2 separate regions of the Hordeum vulgare genome follow, and region 2 is linked to region 1. Evidence: chromatin contacts called from public Hi-C data. All regions are on one chromosome and are shown on one strand. The core of a region is the stretch at or near the end of the contact, and the rest is flanking DNA. Distances in the headings are between cores, read along the strand shown.

Region 1 (6,205 bases), core at 2,753-5,252:
CCGAGATGGGCGCGGGCAATCGACGGAGGTGAGGACGGGGACGGGACACGGACGGACCGCCAAAGTTACACAAAACTAGGAGGAAAATGGAGCTTGGACAAGGAGCTTCGGGAGGAGAAAGCTTAAGTGTGGCTTGGGAATTTCATCGACCACCTCATGTGCATAGGAAGTGAGCTAGAGCACCACAAAGCTCTCCCACGGCCGGCCAAAAAACAGAGCAGTGCACTGCTCTGCTCTCGGGCATGGGGTATATATAGGCCAAGAATTGGTCCCGATTTATGGACGGAACCGAGACTAAAGTTCAACATAGGGTCTCGGTTCCAGCCTAAAACCGGGACCAATGGTTGTGGGCTAGGAGCAAGGCACATTGGTTCCGGTTCGTGTTTGACACCGGGACCGAAGGTAACAAACAAACCGGGACAAATGTCCGACAAGGCCCGGCCGGCGCCCTGGCCTCACGAACCGGGACCTATGCCCACATGGGTCCCGGTTCGTGAGTGAACCGGGACTAATGTGATTCCATCAAGTGGACTGAAGCCCTCTTTTCTACTAGTCCTAGCTACTAGCTATGGACCCGTAGGTCTCTGGTGAACTACTCAGGCATCATCGGAGGAGCAATGGAGTTGATATAGATGCCCTCCGTGATCGATTCCCTCTCCGGCAAATTACCGGAAAAGGCTCCCGGATTGGATCTCACGGGAACACACGCTCCTGGCGGCGAAAAAGTATTTTTTGGTCTCGTTCTGGTATTAGGAGAATATTTGAGAATTTATAGGACGAAGATTAGGGTTAGGAGACCTGCATGGGGCCCACAAGCAAGGGGCGCCCCCTCCTAGGGCGCGCCCTGCAGGCTTGTCTTCTCCCGGTAGGTCTCCTGCCCCCTTCTCCAAGTCTGGCAGGTTTCTTCTAGTCCAAGAAAAATCATTCCGGAGATTTTATCCCGTTTGGACTCCGTTTAATATTCCTTATCTGCAATACTCAAAAACATGGAAAAACAGAAAGTGGCACTAGGCTCTATATTAATAGGTTAGTCCCAAAAATAATATAAAATGACATATTAATGCATATAAACATCCAAACACATAATATAATAGAATGGAACAATAAAAAATTATAGATAGGTTGGAGACGTATCAAGCATCCCCAAGCTTAATTCATGCTCGTCCTCGAGTAGGTAAATGATAAAAAACAGAATTTTTGACGTGAAATGCTACCTAACATAATTATCCATGTAATATTCTTTATTATGGCATGAATATTCAGATCCATAAGATTCAAAACAAAAGTCTAATATTGACATAAAAACAATAATACTTCAAGCATACTAACAAGGCAACTGTGCCCTTTCGAAATAACATGGTCTTAGAAAGTTATTCCTACAAAATCATATGGTCTCGCTATGCTCCATCTTCCCCACACATAGTATCTAAATCATGCACAACCCCGATGAAAGTCAAGCAATTGTTTCACACTTTTTATGTTCTCAAGCATTTTCAACTCTCACGCAATACATGAGCGTGAGCCATGGATATAGCACAATAGGTGAAAATAGAATATGGTGGAGGTTGCAAAAAGAAAGAGGAGAAGATATTCCCAGATCAACTAGCCGTATCAACGGGCTATGGGGATGCCCATCAATAGATATCAATGTGAGTGAGTAGGGATTGCCATGCAACAAATGCACTAGAGTTATAAGTGTATGAAATCTCAAAAAGAAAACTAAGTGGTTGTGCAAAAGATGAAATTCTACTAGTTATATGAAAGTGACAAAATATGAGACTCTCTATGAAGAACATGGTTCTAGTTTGAAGCACAAGTGTGGAAAAGATAGTAGCAATGTCCATTCTATCTTTATCTCATTTTTTTGGTGGGCATCTTTGGCCTCTTCTTTTTTTTGTGGGCTTCGCTGGCCTCTTTTATTTTTTTTGTAAAGTCCGGAGACTCATCCCAACTTATGAGGGAATCATAGCTTCCATCATCCTTTTATCACATGGGGCAATGCTCTGATAATGCAAATGTACACTTTTATTTACCTACAACTCAAAGATTACACCTCGATATATAGAACAAAATATGATTCTATAAGTAATATGGAAGTGATGGTGCGTGTCATAAAAAAAGGGACGGTGGTGTTGCATGGCAATATATCTCGGAATGGCTGTGAAAATGCCATAATAGGTAGGTATGGTGGCTGTTTTGAGGAAAGTATACGGTGGTTGTTTTGAGGAAGGTGAGTTTAGTGTACCAGCGAAAATAGCACGGTACTAGAGAGGCTAGCAAATGTGGAAGGGTGAGAATGCGTATAATCCATGAACTCAACATTAGTCATAAAGAACTCACATACTTATTGCAAAAGCCTATTAGTTATCGAAGTAAGGTATTAGAAGCATGCTCCTAGGGGAAGTGTTGGTAGGAGTTAACCATTGCGCGATCCCGACCTCCACACAAAGGTTGACAATCATTAAACAAATCATGCTCCAACTTCACCACATAACGGTTCACCATACGTGCATGCTACGGGAATCACAAGCTTTAACACACGTATTTCTTCCAATTCACAATTACTTACTAGCATGACTGTCATATTACCATCTTCATATCTCAAAACTATATGCAAGGAATCAAACTTCTCATCATATTCAATGCACTTAATATGAAAGTTTCTATTATATGCAAAGAAACAAACTATATGCGAGGCCTTTCACACGGGTGGGCAGGAGCTGGTTCGAGGCCCGGCAGAAAGAGATGTTCAATGCCGATGGCCTGAACTAGGGCGTCAGATCGGTCGTGGCCGTTCTTCTTTTGGAGGCTGGCATGGTGAGTCGGCCGCTAGCTGTGTTGCCGGCAAAAAACCTATTCTTTTTTGGAGATCGGATGTGTTGCCGGCTGCTCCCTGTGTTGCCGACGTGGACGTGTAGGCTGGCTGTGTTGTCGGCGTGATCTAGGGCCGCTTGCATTAACTATCGACCGTGGCTATTCGAATGCTTGTATTTGAAAATGAGGCGGACAGGATACGACCAAGGATGCGTCCGCATGTTGGACACACGGCCACCGCATCCCAGAAATGGCCCGGACACAACTCCATTATCCGTCCTAAACGGACAGATTCCGAATAAAACGGACGTAAGGATAGGATCGCGTGTTAGAGTTGGCACTATATCATATGGCTATACTATTAACCATGCTCTAAGCGATCTGATTCGCACCATCAAGCTCGATCAGAGGTTTACTGCCGTGACCCCGTCCGTCCGTGATGACACCACCGGGATGCCCCTGGCGTGCCCAGTGCGGGGTACTCCCGAGTGCGGAGCTCGAACCAACGAAGCCGACCGTGAACTAGCACCACAGCTGAACTGTCGTGTCCCTGGTCCTGGATGACATCGCTGCCTCGCTACGTTGCCAAAAGAGAAAAGTCGCCCGGCCGCACGTGGCGCATTGCCCTCTTCGAGCTGAGGTGTCATGTTATTTTGGTCCTACTCCTAGTACTACTATTAAACCTGTGAACTAGCCGTGGCAGCGTAGCAGCACCGTTAGGAGACGTGCGCAAGGACCGTTGCATGTGGAGTGTGCGCATCCGGTCCGGTCCAGGCCACGCCATTCATTACGGAACGGAGCGCCCAAAATCCCCAGGCCCCCAGCTTGGATTGCTTGCTTCAGCCGGTGATCACATGCACGGAGCAGCAAACAATACATACATACGGAGCAGCACACGATCTACGACTCCATGAAAATACATGATCTTCCAGGATGGCCGCGGTGGGCATTCAAAGGAAGATACTCCTCTTGAATAAGCGTATGAGTAGAAGAAGAGAGTAAAATAAGACGCACACGCATGTCGCTGCCGGCCACTGCTCCTGTCCAGGCATTGAAGAGTTCATGTGATGTGCCCGCCCACATTTTTGTATATGCGGTCCTGCATCTGTGTGTGCGTGTGTCAGAACACGGATGTTTTAGCTGCACGTAGCCATTGTCTTGGATTATATATATGGCATACATGGCAGCAAGTCCAGTCGCGGGATCCCTTCATGTGACGCGATCTCAGGCGGGGTCAATCTTGCTGGTCATGACACGGTGTTCGCCGGGGCCTGCGGCTGCCCGGCTGCCCATGCAACCGCCGGGCGATCTCGTAGGATTCCATGAACCTTTGGAACAAGAGGACACGAGCCCACAGGTCTTCCAAATCTCGGCGCAGAGATTGGGTGCATCTGGCCTTGGATCCATGACCATGAGATGGTGCGTACGAGCGCCTTGGAGGCTTGCTTTGAGCTATGTTTGCTAGCCGCAACCGTACGTACGTATTGGTCCACCTGACCAACCTCTGCTAGGACGAATATATGTTCATCCAATCGAACGTTGATGGTCATGATGCACTGTCACCCTGGTGTTGAGCGACCACGTTTTTTTTTTTTGTATCCCTGTCTTTCATCGTCACTGGTCGTCAAAATGTGGGTCCGCCACCAGTCGGATGGTCGTTTTTGGCTTGAAGCACAATCTTCTACGGTTTGTCACCCTCACTGACGCAAGTGGCGATACTGAGAATCTCGGGTTCTTGGCTTATCATGGTGCAAGCTTACTTGGCAATGGCAACATTCCGAGGATATGCTCTGAGTGACGGCCAAAGGAGGGTGCAAAGTGGTAGCTTATTTAAGCTTGTTTGTTAGAGGGGGAAAAGCCCTACCTTACTTTGATATACTGAATACGTAGTTTATTGCGACCCTGCGACAACAGAGGATGCTTTTGGTAGTATATTAACATATAGGTACATTTCAACGATATGCACGACCTACTGGGTGGTTTTCAGAAGCGGACGTAAATATCTGAATAACACATGTAGTTGTCGTCGTCAGTCCATATGTGTGTGGATCAAACCGACCTCTATCTAAAATCTTCTGTAACCTAATTATACCATTGAATTTGACATGAAGCTTTTTAGACTCTGGACCAATAAGTGAGTGTAACCTGCAGTTTAGTACGAGGGAAAACATGAAAAGGCATTGCCGATGGTGATGATCACTGATCTGACTCCGTAAGCTTTGGATGTATTCTGTTTTACAGTCGCAACCATGATCGTAGCGGATCTAGTACTAGATTGCATGCTTGCGTATCGATAGCCCCATATACTTCTAACTAATCTGCATATCACATCTTGTTAGGTCGCTAGTCGAATTCAGGCCTATACTATTCAGGGACCAACAAGAATTGTCCAACCAATGGTTTGGGCTTAATTTAGGCTGCCGTACTTAAGCAAGGCTGCTAGCTAAAAGATAGTGGTAGCACTATTATAAGACTGCGTATCAGACATCCAAGATAATACTTGAGAGATCAGGTCAGTGCACATACTTGATAGATAGGAAATGGAATTGCAAAAATACATTTAGTGTGCTTTCATAGGTCGTCAGCATTTAGTATTCAAACAGCTCGAACCGATATGGACACCGGAAATTTCTTGAGTCACGCTTAATTTACATCAACCTGGTAAAATCACTCGTCTTTCTTGAGTGGCACTGAATTTGCATCGGCGCAGTAAATTCACTCCAGTTGTTCTTATACTTTTGAACAACTCCAAGTAACATAACGCTAGGCATCAGACTACTGATGTTTAGCTCGCTATCAGACTAGTACTTAACCGTTCGATCCAAAGCATCATGGACGTCCGATGTACTAGTAGTCAGGCCGCTAATTTGTTTCGCGTTAATTGAGTGCTTCGTCATAATGGTTCCCGCATCCATCGGACTTCTTACTTTTTATATGCGAGTATAGTACTTGGGCTTGATGTCACGTGGGCTAATAGTTAGCTTACATGCATGATGCATGAATCTACGCTTTCGTTAATCACGTGTGATATATCGTATACCCTAAAAAATGATTGATATACTGTATAGTGCGTCATCCATCCATGTTCATGTTTCCAACTTCATTATTTTTCTTTCAGTACAACAAAGTATTTTTCCGTGGATCCGTAAAAAAACAATGCTTCCATGGATATAATAATTTGCTTCCTCTGTGATGGAAATTTGATTCAATCCAATATTTTTAAAATAATTGTTTTCTACCCAGAAAAACTATGTTTTGTAGACACATTTTTTTGGTATACTATAAAATTAGCTGCTTCATGCAGAACTTCTAATGCTTCGTATACTTTCTTATATTTGACAATTTTTTAAACTTGCTACTAGATAATAGGAAATTTACTGCTAGTGCATAA
Region 2 (6,080 bases), core at 1,557-4,056, 130 kb before region 1:
AATACCTTGAAAATACGATCTGTAAAAAAGAAAAATTCATGACATGAAACAATGAATAATATCATGTGTAAAAAGCCTCAGATTTATCTTGTTTGTACATGCCTTATTTTAATGTATTTTTTCTAAAAATTTACCCACATGTGTGCTATGCCCTCACCTATCTCTGTATTTTTCTAGAATATTTTAAAATATAAAAAATATGAATTTTGCATTTGAACGCCTTTACGAAGCTCGGCCTTCAAAAGCAATTTCCGCCTTCTTGGTTACTATTACCAGGCCAGTCCCAGCGTAATCTTTCTGCAAGAGGTGGGTGACAGTAGCACGCGAAGCAGAGCTGGTGAACGGTGAACTTCTGTAGGCTTGCAAGTTGCACCCTCGGAGGAGGAAAAGGGCAGCCTAGCTCACTAGTTTCACTGTAATACTCCTATTTGACAATTGACTGGCAAATGCAGCGAGGGAAAGTGCATGATCCGGTGCCGGAGGCGACCGCTACGGGGCTTGCGTCTCTCGGCTGCTGTAGCGAGATGTCATGGCTCTGTCAGTTGTCACGATTAGGCCAAGCATGCCGTCCGTTTGGTTGGCAAGGCGTTTCTGGAGAGGATAACCACGATCGCCGAGTAGGAGAAAAAAAAAGACCGACCAAAAGCCACAAACATAACAGCACTTTGACACTAATTATGTGCGTAGAAAGGCGATCGCGCCACATCATCGAATGATTTTCTGCACCGGAAAAATCTCGCAAATATTGCGAAAGGGATGGCTTTAGGCTTTATTATCTTTGAGGTGAGTTTATTAGTAAAGCCTTTGGCTACTAGCTACCCGGCGGCAGCTTTACTGATGGCTAAGATGTCGTGGGCTAACACTAATTTGGAACAGGAAATGGAGATGATATCTATACTTTTGGCAGAGGAGGATAGATAGATGTGCTTACTTGTCAGTGAGGAGGGGGTAGACAAGGATGGCCCCCTGGAAGTCTCCTGCCAAGACGGTGTCCATGAGCAGGTCTTTGAGCTGTCTGATACCATGCCTTGGCACGAACATGTTGAGCCAGGGGTGAGGCACGTCCCAGAGCCCCAGGCTCCTCAGGCTCTCCTCCTCCATCCTCACCCTGTTTAGGAAATCAAAGTAGGACACCCCCACGCTGTATATGTGAGGCCTCATGTGGCTCATCTTCCCTGAGACCAGCTCCACAACCTGCACAGTTTTTTTAAGACCACAAGAAGACTAGCTGGTCACTATTCAGCGGTCCTTTTCTGTTGCTGTTGAAGACGTTATCTTGTGTTTAATTGGAAATTCGGTGTGAAATCAGGAGACTGACATGATCTACACTGAAGCCGAAGTCATGCACTGCAAACTCTATGCAGTAGTAGACCTTCTTCTTTCCCTCGGAGCCGAAGTCTGGGCTGAAATCGATGCGAGCGGGGAAGGCGATGGACGAGCTGTGGATGGAGTGCTCATTCAGAACCATGAATCCCTCCACGTAGTCCACCTGCTCCGGCATTGAGATCAGGAGCTCTTGGTCCTTGGTGAATGTCTCGAAGCTGTCGTAGAAGGCCCTCACCCATCTCACCTGATCGTCATCAGGAATTCAGGATGGTAAGAAGTAAGAACAATGGAAGTAAAAAAAGAGGGCATGAGGCGATTGGTACGAGCCATGCATTTACCTTTGGAGGAGCTTCTTGGAGGAGAATTCTTGCCCTGGTGATGATGCCAAACTGGCCAAGCCCGCCAAGAACTGCGAAGAAAAGGTCCGGGGTCTTGGTGCGTGAGCATGTCACGATCTCCCCACTCCCTGCAGCCAAGAGCATGGGAAAAGGGGTAAATTACTGCAGAAATTTACAGGTTCAGTGCTCTCTTTCTTTTTCTTACAGATCAAACAGAGAAAGGGTTTATGAGAAGAAGAAATTGACAGTAGGCTGCATGTGCGCGGTGGGCGTGGAGTACTGCATACCTGTGACGACTTGGAGTTGCAGGACGTTGCTGATCTGCGGGCCATGCTTGAACGCCTGGCCGCTGATGCCGGCATTGGACAGCGTCCCGCCCACGGTGAGGTACAGGTAGTCCGTCCAGGACAGCGGCGCCAGGCCGGCCTTCAGGCACTCCTCCAGCACCTCCACCCACAGAGCGCCGGCGCCCACGTCCGCGTACGCGTGCGCGGTGGCCTCGCCGCTCGCCCGCGCCGCCACCACCACCACGGTGCGTGGCAGGGAACGCGTCTCCACCACAATGCCGTCGCGCGCCTGGGCCTGGCCCTGGAGCGAGTGCCCGACGCCGCGCGCGGCCACGGTCGCCCTCGGGTGCGGCGGCGCCGTCGACAGGGCGGTCAGGAGGAGCGCGATGTCGGCGGTGGACTCCGGCCGAAGGACCGCGAAGGGCGCGTCGGAGACGATGGCGCCGAAGTCGCGCGCCGAGGACGGGGTTGGCTCGAGGAGCGCCACCGGTCCGAACACGTCGGTGGGGCTCTGGATGAAGGTCGCCGCGGAGCAGAGGAGCAGGGCTAGGACGGCGGCGTACATGTACAGCGCCTTGAGGTCCATGGTTCTCGGCCAGTCAGCTCCGTGTATCGAGCGTCTAGCCGTCTAGCCCGCGCTTGGACAGGACCAAATGGCGCTCCTCGCTGGACGAGGCCGATGGAAGTGGGAGGCAGTTGAATGTGTTGTCGTCGTGCACCCTCGCTCGCGCTAGCTGTTTGGTGATTGCTGCCTCGGTCGGGGGCGTCTCTGTCTGGATGGATCCTTGGGTTCCCACAAGAACTGTGGATCGATGGAATGGAAAAGGGACGGGAGGGAGGAGGAGCGAGGCGAGACCGCGAGACAGCTCGCGGATATATACAAGCGGAGGGAGAGGAGAGGAGAGGAGAGGAGAGCAGCCGGTCTCTGTCGTCGGTCGTAAGCGGTGCCGTGACGCGGTCGGGCCGCCAGAGAATCTAATGGAAACCCCAAGCTGGGGTACGGCGGATCCACGAGGGCCCGGCCCTGCCTCCCTCCCTCCGTTCCACTCATCGATCGCATTTCTCCCAAGAGGATTGCTAGCTACTACTACTAAACCTTGGGCAAGGAAGCAACTTACTCCACTTAAAAAAGAGCACTCAGCTCGTATTGCTACTGGATTGCAGAAGCGTACGATGTGGTTTGTTCGGTCCATGTCTTTGAAAACAGACCCTGTACATATTTTATAAAACTACAGAAACCCATGTACTTTTTCTATTAAAAGGATCTGTAGAGTATCTATATGTATGCAGCACGGCACGTAGCTGTCAGTCGTCTTCTGGACGATGGCTACGAGAGCACCGATCCACCTCGGTGGTCACTGTGGCTGACGCTTAGACGGCATTACTACTTGCCAGCGACCGTTTTGACCGGCACTGTGGAATGAATGACCCGTCTTGGCTTCGCTCTCTGGCGAGCGACGCCGTGCGGGCAGAAACTTCAACGAGCAAGAGAGCGGGCGACCGTGCGTGTCAGCAGCGGCGCTTCTCCACTGCGGCCTGCCTGGCGCCGGCGCGCACCCCGTGCGTCCGTGGCGTACTTGTGCTCCACACTGCTGGCAGCGACACCCACCTAGTACACCTTACGTGCATGCACTCGCCGCCGGCGTCTGAGGCGAAGTACCAACCCACGCGTCCGATACGGAACGTCACTTGCGTCGCCTGCCGTGAGCATCTCCCAACGCATGCGCTAAATAAGACGCGCGTTGAATAAAACGGGCAAACGGCTCTATAATGAGAACGGACGTTTGGAGCTCGGCCTGCATGAAGACTAGAATTATTTGAACAATTTAAAATTTAATCTTTTGGGTTTTAAAAAAGTCTAAAAATATATACAAGTAAAGAAGGATGTTGTGTATATGTATGTAAAATTTTAGAATGAAATAATTTAAAATACAATCTGATAAATTCATGGTCTGGAACGATACATTGTGTAATGTGTTCAAAAGCCTTAGATTCATCTTTTTTATAGCCCTCATTTCAATGTATTTTTTTCTGAAAATTTACACTTACACACATGTGTGTTACTCCTCGTTTATTTCTGTATTTTTTTAGAATATTTTGAAATATGAAAACATGAATTTTCATGAAATTTGTTTTTCAAATTTAAAAGCCTTTATGGAGGCCAAGCTCCAAACGCAATTTCTGCTATATAAAGCACAATCGTGTTATAATTCCTCAAGCGATAAACAAGCGCATAAAATGTACAACATGCTACGGAAAACTGCATCACGCATTTGATATTTTGTGCGTTAGGTTCAGCGCGTTGGGCAACGAACAATTACGTGTGAAAAATTTGCAGCGGCTTAAACGGCAATCATCCTTTCTCACGCGCTAAATTGCTATTTTGATGTTATAAACAAATTTACGCGAGCGCGTTGGTTGGAGATGCTCTAAGAGCACCTGGGCGCCTCGGCCTCAAACGCCCGGATAGACGGGGAACGTATCTAGTGCATTGGAGCATGCATTGGAGCAATTGATGCTATCGGTGCACCGGTCCACAGTTGCATATTTAAAAATGTTTGTATAAATTCAAAAAATATAGTACATTCACACAATACTAATGTATTTTGTCACAAAAGTTCAAATCAAAATTCAAAATATTGCTCGAGATATAAATATGATAAATTTGTCATTAATGCGTTAATGGGCCAAAACTGAAACCCTGCTATGTATTATCCAGTGTTAAATTTATATTTTCTATCTCGAGCAATGTTTCAAAGTTATTTAATTTTTTGTGACAAGATACATTGATGTTATGTGAATGCAACGGGGGACCGATACACTCGTAGCACCAATTGTCGCGGTGCACTAGATACGTTCTCCGGATGCACGACCCGATTAAAAACCAGATTAGCTCATACCGACTCTAAACATTCAGGCTGACCGACATCTCTTATATCCAGTTCAAATCTAGGATGAATATAATGGGGTCCGGGCGAGTTCAGACGCGTCCGCCTCGTCTGACCAAACAGTCCGACCTCACCATAAATTGCGTCAAATCCCTCAAGTCCACAAACCCACCGCCATCCTCCCGCGCCCATTCACCATTTCCCGCATCCGAGTCATCGTCGTCATTCCCCCTTGCTCCCCCATCGTCGCAGTCGGCTCTCATCTGTCGCCCTAGATGTCGACCGACCTGTCCCACACCGCCGTCACGGGGGCTGCTTAGGTGTCGATCATGGGTGTCCCGTCCTCGGCTCCAGCATGCAAGCCAGGGAACATCGCGGAGCATGCCACATGGATGGCGTCTGGCGAGTGATCCTGACATCGAGTGAATCCATCACGCTCGGACTTGAATTTCATTTTGGCACATCTGAATTATTAAACTATGATTTATTTTGCTTTGTCGAATTACTGAACTATCGAATTTGTGCTCTATGATCCATCTTCATGGATTGCATCGATTTGATGATCCACATTTAAAGTGTGTGGTTGTCTCACAAGCCAAATGAGGGGGCGTTCGATGTTGTATATGGGCTAATCTTCCAAATTCGATTATAAATGCTCTAAGTCTAGAAAACCTACCACCTCCAGCGGCGGTTAGGACTTCAAGTACTACTACAAGATGTGTTGGAGAACATTGCATGGGAAACAATAAAAATTCTACGCACACTCAAGATATATCCATGGAGATGCATAGTTACGAGAGGGGGAGTGTATCTACGTATTCTTGTAGATTGTTAAGCGGAAGCGTATATAACACGATTGATGTAGTCGTATGTCTTCACGATCCAATCACGATCCGTCCCGATCTAGTGCTGAACAGACGACACCTCCGCGTTCAACACACGTGCGACTTGATGACATCTCTACCTCCTTGATCCAGCGAGTGAGGGCGGAGCATTAGATGAGTTCTCCGGCAACACGACATTGTCGTGGCGACCGTGGTGGTGCTACCATGGCAGGGCTAGGCCGAGCGTTACTGAAACCGCAAACGAAGGAGAACACGATCAAGGGAGAGAGAGAGAGGTGCCAAGGGCTTGGTGTGTCCTCTTGGGGCGCCCCTCCCCTCTATATATAGGTGGAGGGGCATGGGAAACAGCCCCTCCAAGACCTAGGGTGCATCCAAGGGGGAGGAGGTAGAATCCTA

The links. A called contact is a pair of places that touch in the nucleus more often than the background predicts.
Region 2: a contact with region 1 is called in a Hi-C map of seedling, with 7 times the contacts expected there. The contact joins the promoter of LOC123427277 here to the enhancer-like site in region 1. A contact is called at or near these places in 4 of 6 Hi-C or Micro-C datasets (leaf and seedling).

Annotation. Positions count from the first base shown.
Region 1 is chr2H:562,994,993-563,001,197 of MorexV3_pseudomolecules_assembly, reverse strand. It overlaps the pseudogene LOC123428652. Among protein-coding and RNA genes, the nearest start is that of LOC123430546, 6.0 kb to the left of the region's middle. Within about 2 kb of position 4,002, at least 3 of the 3 cell types and tissues checked have open chromatin away from gene starts, as enhancers often do. A contact at or near this core is called in leaf and seedling, where this site is marked.
Region 2 is chr2H:563,121,624-563,127,703 of MorexV3_pseudomolecules_assembly, reverse strand. It overlaps LOC123427277 (cytokinin dehydrogenase 8-like), which reads right to left and starts at 2,806. Exons shown (of 5, transcript XM_045111284.1): 1 at 1,952-2,806; 2 at 1,665-1,792; 3 at 1,319-1,570; 4 at 932-1,194. The coding sequence starts at 2,537.